2 separate regions of the Anser cygnoides genome follow, and region 1 is linked to region 2. The links are chromatin contacts, called in public Hi-C maps. All regions are on one chromosome and are shown on one strand. Each heading gives the region's core, a stretch centred on a gene start, on an enhancer-like site or on the middle of the called end of the contact. The rest is flanking DNA. Distances are from core to core; before and after follow the strand shown. Region 1 holds the start of TSC22D1 (TSC22 domain family member 1). Region 2 overlaps LACC1 (laccase domain containing 1).

Region 1 (3,804 bases), core at 226-2,725, 300 kb before region 2:
TTTTTTTTTTTTTTTTTGCTTCTCCCATGTGTCCTGTTGATTGTCCTAAGCACTGGCTTTTGTAAATAAGCTATAGAATTAGTCCGAGTCAGTCAAGCCCTGCAAACGTTTTATTGTTCCACACAAACCACAATAATTTCAAAGAGGTGACTGAGACATCTCCACCAGCTCATGAAAGACTACGTTAGGAGATGATGATGTGCTGCCAGAAAATGGGATACACAAGCACCCCTCCTGGTATAGGTGCACACTTCATCCACCTGGAGAAATGGAGGAGAAGGTTTGAACCTTTCCCCCTCTGTAGGAAAGCAGGACAGCCAATTTAGCAAGCTCTGAAAGTGCTCCTGGTGGGAGTCCTTAGGACAGGAGAGGTGGAGCAATGACTGTGGTGTGAATTTGTTGGGTTTGTGTTGCAGTGAGATACCTACCTACCTGCTGGATGCTCACCAAGGCATGCTAACAGGTTTGTAGATGCTATGGAAGATCTCCTGGCCAACGCATGAGCACCGAGAGCCTTCAGGGATCAGAGAGCAGCCACGCCAGGTTGAGGAGAAGCCAAGGTTTGGTCATGGGACAGCTGAAGCCACAAGGGGATGGAGATGGCTGAGGGCTGTATCGAGCTTCACTACGTCTGAGGAGGGCCACGAGGTCTTTCCTCCCTGATGAAACGCCAGTACTGAAACAGCAAGAGAAGAGCAGTGGACGTGACCTCAATTTCACTTAATGATAAAAAAAATACTTGTGAAGGGTGACAATTTTTTGAAAGAGCGCTTCAGTACACGCCTTCTCAAGCTCCTCGATGCGCCCACACCACCTCAGGGAGTGGTGGCAGCCCTGGGACCTCCTGCCGCCCTGGGGGACATGGAGACCCCTGAGGGGGGTGAGGGCCGGGGGGCGGCGGCGGCCATTTCGGGGTGTGAGGGGACCCCCGGCGGCACAAAGGGACGGGCGAGGCGCCGCCGGCTTCCCCGCGCACGGCAGGAGGAGGAGGGCGACAGGAAAATTCTGGACCGAGGGAGGGGATGAAGACGAAGGTGATGAATAACGCGAATAAACCCGCGGCGGAGCCCAGGAGGGGGAGGGAGGCGGCGGGTCATGTGAGGCACAGTCACGCTGCGGGACCGCGGCACCTGGGGCGCGGGGCGGGTTGGTGGCGGGGGGGGGGAGCCGCCATTTCGCGTCCCCCCCGAAGCCCCCTCCCCGCTCGGGAGCGCCCCCCCCCCCCCCCGTCGGCGGGGGCTCGGCGGCGCTCGGCAATTTCCGCCGGGCGAGCCGAGCCGATTTCCGTCGTCCCGGGCCAGCCGGGCTTTATGTCTGCCGGGCTGGGCGCGCATGCGCGGCGGCCGCCGCCATCTTACGTTGTCTGCGGGCTGCCCTCCCCTCGGGCCAGCTCTGCCCTCCCCCCTGCGGCCCCGCGCTGCGCCCTCCTCCCCGCCGGGCTCCGCGAGGGGCCGGGGGAGAGCCGGGAGGGAAGGGAGGGGAGGAAGGGAAGAAGGGGAAAGGAAGGCAGAACGCAGCGGGAGGAGGACGCGGCTCTGCGGAGGAAGAGCGGGTGCCGCCTGTTATAAAGGGGGAGGAGGCGGAGGGGGAAGGAAGAGCGTGTGGAGCGGAGCCTCCTCCAGAGACAGCCAGACACGGAGGGAGGAGAGAGCGGCTGCCTGCCTGCCTGCCTGGCTCCCCCGGCCTCCCTCCCTCCTTTTCATGGACTCCCTCGCCGGGCTGCCGCTTTTCTTCCCTCCTCCTTCCGTCTCTCGGCTCCCCAAAATGATTCAGCTCCATGGCTGCCACTGACGGGGATGTCCCTGCCCGGCTCAGCCTGCCGCTGCCTCCCTGCCGTGCGCCAGTCCCGTACGTATCCGCGCCTTCCTCCTCCTCCTCCTCCTCCTCCTCCTCCCCCGATGGCGAGGGGCGCCGGGCCTGCCGGCGGAGGGCGGTTCTGCCGGTTGCCGGCTTCCATGAGGGGAAGGGAAGGGGCTCGGCCCCGCCGCCGGCCGGGCTGAGGCGGGCATTGCCTCCTGCCCCGGGGGAGGCGCGGCTGGAGGGGCCAGGGGAGTTTGGGGGTGGCTGAGGAAAAGGGGGTGTGTGTGAGGGGGGTGCGAGGGGGAAAGTGGACGGCGGAGGGGTGGAAGTGTCACGTTCAGGGGCGGCGGAGGGCCGGTGCTCGCCCCCTCCCTGTGCAGGAGGAGGAGGAGGAGGAGAGGGGGAGGCGAGCGGCGGTGCCGAGGCGGCTCAGCCCCTGCGCTGCGGGAGCTGGGGGGGGGGGGTATGGGGTGTGGGGGGGGTTGTGCGCGGTGTCTGTGCCCTGCTGCCGAGCTAACTGTGTGTGTGTGTGTGTGTGTGTGTCTGTCTCTCTCCATACCGGGGGACTGCACTCTTAAAATCCGCCCGATACAATGCACCAGCCTGACTCAGCCGCAGACATTAGTGCTAGGAAGATGGCGCACCCGGCGATGTTTCCTAGAAGGGGCAGCAGCAGTAGCAGCGGCAGCAGCTGCGTTACTGCTCCCACTGCACCAGGTACCGGCGTCGGGAGCGCTGCCCTCTCCGCCGAGGATTATCAGCCGCCCTTGCTGGTCCAGCCGCCGCCTCCATCTCCTGCAGCATCTTCGTCGGCGGGTCCACAGCCGACACCCCCTCCTCCACAAAGCCTGAACCTCCTCTCGCAGTCTCAGCTCCAGCCACAGCCTCTCGCGCAGACTGGAGCTCAAATGAAAAAGAAAAGTGGCTTTCAGATTACCAGCGTGACCCCTGCTCAAATATCGGCTAGCATGAGCTCTAATAACAGCATAGCCGAAGATACCGAAAGCTACGATGACCTGGATGAGTCCCACACTGAAGACCTGTCCTCTTCAGAAATCTTGGATGTTTCTTTATCCAGGGCCACTGACTTGGGAGAACCCGAGAGGAGCTCCTCTGAAGAGACTTTAAATAACTTCCAAGAGGCAGAGACTCCTGGGGCTGTTTCTCCAAACCAGCCTCACCTTCCTCAGCAGCACCCTTCTCTGCCTCATCACCCACAGCAGGGCGTTGTGATCAATGGAAGTGTTCACCCCCATCATGTTCACCACCACCATCATCTTCACCACCACCACCACGGACACCATCATCCATCGCATCCTGGGGTGGGCAGTGCCCCGATTTCTGGAGGACCACCACCCAGTCCATCGTTTAGAAAACTATCAACAACTGGAAGCTCTGACAATGTTATATCAACTGCACCGGGTTCTGCTGCATCATCCACTGGTTCCCCCGCATCTGTCGCGTCTAATATCCGCACTACGAGTACTCCTGGCAATTTAGGTGTAAGTCCTGCTTCTGGAACTAGTACCTTAAATAATATGGGCGGTGGTAGCTCTAGTGTGGCAAGCAGCATGCTTGGTACTATAAATTTAAGCAACATCACAAGTACTGGTAATGTAAATGCTTTGTCTGGAACTAGCAGCAATGTTAATGTGAATATCTTGAGTGGTGTTGGCAATGGTACGAGTGCTTCCTCTAGTGTCATTAACAACGTTACTAATCCAACTGCAGGAATGGCAGTGGGATCAAGCCAGCAGCAGCCTGCATCTGGCACATCAAGGTTTAGAGTTGTAAAATTAGATTCTAGTTCCGAACCTTTCAAAAAAGGTAGATGGACATGCACTGAATTCTATGATAAAGAAAACACTGCTGCAGTTTCAGAAGGAGTAGCAGTAAACAAAGCAGTAGAGACGATAAAACAAAACCCGCTTGAAGTGACTTCTGAAAGGGAGAGCACCAGTGGGAGTTCTGTTAGCAGCAATGTAAGCACACTGAGTCACTATA
Region 2 (3,958 bases), core at 557-3,056:
CTCTATAAATTTATTACAGACATTTTAAATCTAACTCCCTTGATATTTTTTGCCTTTGCCACACCTGTGGCAGTAAATTCCACCGTTTGGGGAAACATTGTGCTAATTATCTCAGGTTCAGATCTGAGCCTCTGAAGTTGCACACTGCTTCCCCAGGCACTGGAACCAGAGCTGCGGTGGAGCTGCATTTTTGTAGTGGAACAGAGAAAAAAGCTTTTCTCAGACATAGTTTATACACCTCATTTTGATACATAAATGTAACTGAAGAGACCCATATTCAGAATTGACAACGGCAACAAATGTTAATTGCACAATAATATCTATCAAAACCAATATCCAGTGTGATCGCGTACTTGTGCTCTCCTCAGGGCAAACCACAATCATAATTAATAATGTTATTAAATAACTTAATAATGGGATAGAGGCAGCTAATAAATTCTCGGGTGAGGTTAATGAATGGGATCTGGTCATTAGGTAGGCAGAGCTGAACAATTTATGAAGCATTTTAAGAGCTTCCCCAGAGGTGGTGAATCAGGACTGATCTGCTCGGGTCCTTTAGTGAGCAACAGTAATAACAAATGAGTAAATAAAATCTCCACAAAACAGATGCAAAACAGCCTTTTCTCCTTTTTATCATGACCTTCCCCTAAGCTTTTTTTTTTTTTTTTTTAATACCAGAACTAAAATGTTTTTCTGGCAATGACTTTTGAAAGAAACTCTCTGTACGATACAGAGCCTAGCCTGATGGGAACTCAATATTATTATTTTCTTATTGGTGGTGGAGTTCTCCACCTCAGTAACCCATATACAAAAGCCTGTTTCTTGTCTTGACAGGTTTACAGTCTAGGTAATTCAGTGTAAAAGAACTAACGAACAATGATTGAGGTAGCAATTTGTCTTCTAAAAGGTAATGCCTGTGGTGTTTCTGCTTATTCCCACATGCTCTCCAGCTTGCCTAGTCCTACCACGACCTGTAAATAGTATTTTTCTAAACAGAAAAAGTCTGCTGTCGTTCCTGAGCAGGTAGGAACAAGCCAGGTCTTACTATCAGTATCAGGTTACTGTGACTTACTATTATACTGTTTGAGCATTTGAACAGTGGTAAATAGCATTGCTGCAAGGTCTTTTCACTCACTGCAACACAAAATGTGTTAGTTTAAAGCCGTCTCTGAGGTGAGCTGGGCTAACAGCAGGCACGTGGGCACCTATGATGCTTCAGCTGTCAAGCAGTACCTTGCAAAGCCGAGGGTCTCAGCTGCTTTTGATGGCACGCTCTTAATCCACCAGGGAAGAGGGTTAAGCGAAGGGCACCGACAAGCTGTGTCAGAGCTTTTGGTGCAGGGACTGAAGGCTGTGTGGTGCTACTGCCCCCACACCAGCAGCAGCAGAAGCGAAGATGCCTTAGTCACTCCACAGCTACGTCAATCAGTGCCCGTAAGGTGGTTCCGCAGGCAAAGGGACAGAACCGAGAGGGGAAAGTAGGTTGTTATTCTTTAAGCCAGTGCAGCAAGACAAGCCTTTCCGTGACCATATAATTACATTATCCTATATTTAGAATAAATTGATAATATGCATACATTTATACACATCATGCATATATATGCCATGCACACCCTAAGCTACCGTGAAGTAACATGCTTGGCAGCATTAAGTTGCAGAGCATTGTCCCTGCGGGACCTTGAACCTTCAGTTTGAACCCAGCCATGAACATCACCTCAGTGGTGACCCCCGGAATGATGAAAGCAACGGTGAGGTTTTTAAAAGGTAACTGAAAGTGTAAGAATTGTTTTTCTGAAGGACTGTGGGACTACAGCAGAAGAGGAATAATATTTCTAAAGAAGAAGTAGGAAAGTTGGAAGAAATATTTTTGGTAGATGGTTACAGTCTGGGGTAGCAGTCAGAAGCAGTCTTTGCTGACAAATACCATTCACAGGTAAAAGGAAGGTTTTTAAGAAGTCTGTTCTCCTGGAGGACATGGAAAATTTTACTTTGGTCGCTTACGAATTGCACCCCAACAGAATGAAACACGGATTACTCTTCAAGCACAGGTAGCAGACTAACTTGGCAGATGATTATATAGGCAGAAGTGCTGTGCTGTACAGTGCTTTGCAAAGCGTTGTTTGAAAACCCAGATACACAGTGCAGCCAGAGATGGAAGCGCACCGTGGGCTAGCACTGACCTCTAGTGGACAAAAACAGTCTAGAATTGGTAAAGCCCGTTTAAATCAAAATAGGAAATAACGTATGCAGGCAGTTCTTCCAAGACTCGTGTTTGGGAACTGTGCAAGCTACAGCCAGCACGCTATTAGACTTGAAAACAAAAACTTAACTATTAGGAAGGTCTGACTGTGTGTCAACTATTATCACATAGAATGACAGAACCGGAGAATCACAGAATTGTTTGGGTTGGAAGGGTTAAAGACCATGGTTAAAGGCCATCTAGTCCCAACTCCCTTGCCATGGACAGGGACACCTTCCACTGCATCAGGGCAGTCAGAGTCCCATCCATCCTAACCTTGCAACATCTAGCGCAAAATCTAGGGTCAAATCATCTATGGCAATAAGAAACCAGTGCACACTTTGAATTTACTAGCAATACAAACATGTCAACAATTGGTCAGTAAAATTAACTGAGGATAAATTCACTCTCCTTTTCAGATACTTATTAAATAACTGAGTACTGTGGAAATTGTCTCAATGGACATTAGCAGAGCACAAATGACAAAGAAAAAATCCTAGGGAAACATGACCATACAAGTCAAATTATACTGAGTCTTAGTTTTATTTTTTTTTTACAATCAAAAAATGCTTAAGTTAACATTCGTATGTTTACAATGTCTGCCCCAAAGGACCTTGCTTGCTTCTCACTTTCAAGTTATTCTTGTAAGTGCTTTGAAGCTCTTTTTCAAGCTAATCGAAACAAAAACAATCCGAGGCACATCATTTTTTAAGGCTAACCTTCAGCTGAAACATACACTGATGGGCGTACCCAAACCGTTAATGTGCAATACAGGTTTCCTTTCCTTTATCAGCAATGTCAGCCTTAACTTCATTCAGAAGACTCATCCAGAAGGTAATGAAGACTTTTATTTTATTACTGGTTTTGTTTGTTGTTTATTTTATGCTTTCACCACCAGTAAGGTTTATGGGATATATGTGGTCAAAAAGGCAAGAAAATGGGATCTTGCATCTGGCTTTGCAAAGTGCTTCGTTACTGTTGTGAGTTCTCCTTGTTTCCTTTGGAACCTGGCTCACACAAGCCAGGATCCGTATCTTAGACATCTCTTCTTGCCTCAGAATGACAGGGAATGGAAGAAGCAGGAGAATCTTAAGGCCTGTGTACTCTTTCCATCGCAAGTCCGTGAAACAAAGAAGGAAAGAAATCTACCAGGAGAGCAGGATAACAGTCAACACACCAGACTTATTGTCTAACTACTACTCCAGAGCAAGAGACAGATACTATCTCAATCTTTGATTGATATGAAGCCAATTTGTGTGCCGAAGTTAGTGCCATCACGAAAGTGAGAATAAAATTTTTCAGGATGGCATGCAGTACAGAATGTGATATTTTGGTTCTGGTCTGTGACAGAATCATCTTGGATGTTCTCTGGAAGAATCCCACCACTCTCAAGAAGAATCCTTTATGAAAGACAAACAGAAAACAGTAATTTTTGTACATCTTCACATTCCTATCATTCAGACAGCACCTCAAGTACCAATTGAACTAATTGTGCCAATATTGTAGTTGGGACTTTTACTTTTTTTTTTCTCCCAATATTAGATTAAAATATTGCTTTTCTGCAACCATTAAAACACATAATTTGAGCATTTTTTTAATATTCCAGAAAAAGTATAACAATAAAATAATAGCTGAAACCCAGCAAAGGTGAGCAGATACCTTTGATTTGAAGGTATCATTTGTTGATCTGCACATTACTTAGAGAGCACTTTAAGATGG

Evidence for each region. Hi-C and Micro-C count contacts between places; a contact is called where the count stands out from the background.
Region 1: a contact with region 2 is called in a Hi-C map of liver, with 1.6 times the contacts expected there. The contact joins the promoter of TSC22D1 here to the enhancer-like site in region 2. A contact is called at or near these places in 3 of 7 Hi-C or Micro-C datasets (granulosa cells and liver).

The regions. Positions count from the first base shown.
Region 1 is chr1:181,410,324-181,414,127 of Taihu_goose_T2T_genome, reverse strand. It overlaps TSC22D1 (TSC22 domain family member 1), which reads left to right and starts at 1,475. Exons shown (of 4, transcript XM_066988427.1): 1 at 1,475-1,848; 2 at 2,403-3,804. The coding sequence starts at 2,436. LOC106035060 (a long non-coding RNA gene) reads right to left here and starts at 1,495. Exons shown (of 7, transcript XR_010827841.1): 1 at 1,359-1,495; 2 at 429-676.
Region 2 is chr1:181,109,734-181,113,691 of Taihu_goose_T2T_genome, reverse strand. LACC1 (laccase domain containing 1) reads right to left here. Exons shown (of 6, transcript XM_066988398.1): 6 at 2,753-3,639. The coding sequence ends at 3,465. Among named protein-coding and RNA genes, the nearest start is that of CCDC122, 12 kb to the right of the region's middle. Within about 2 kb of position 1,806, at least 3 of the 3 cell types and tissues checked have open chromatin away from gene starts, as enhancers often do. A contact at or near this core is called in liver, where this site is marked.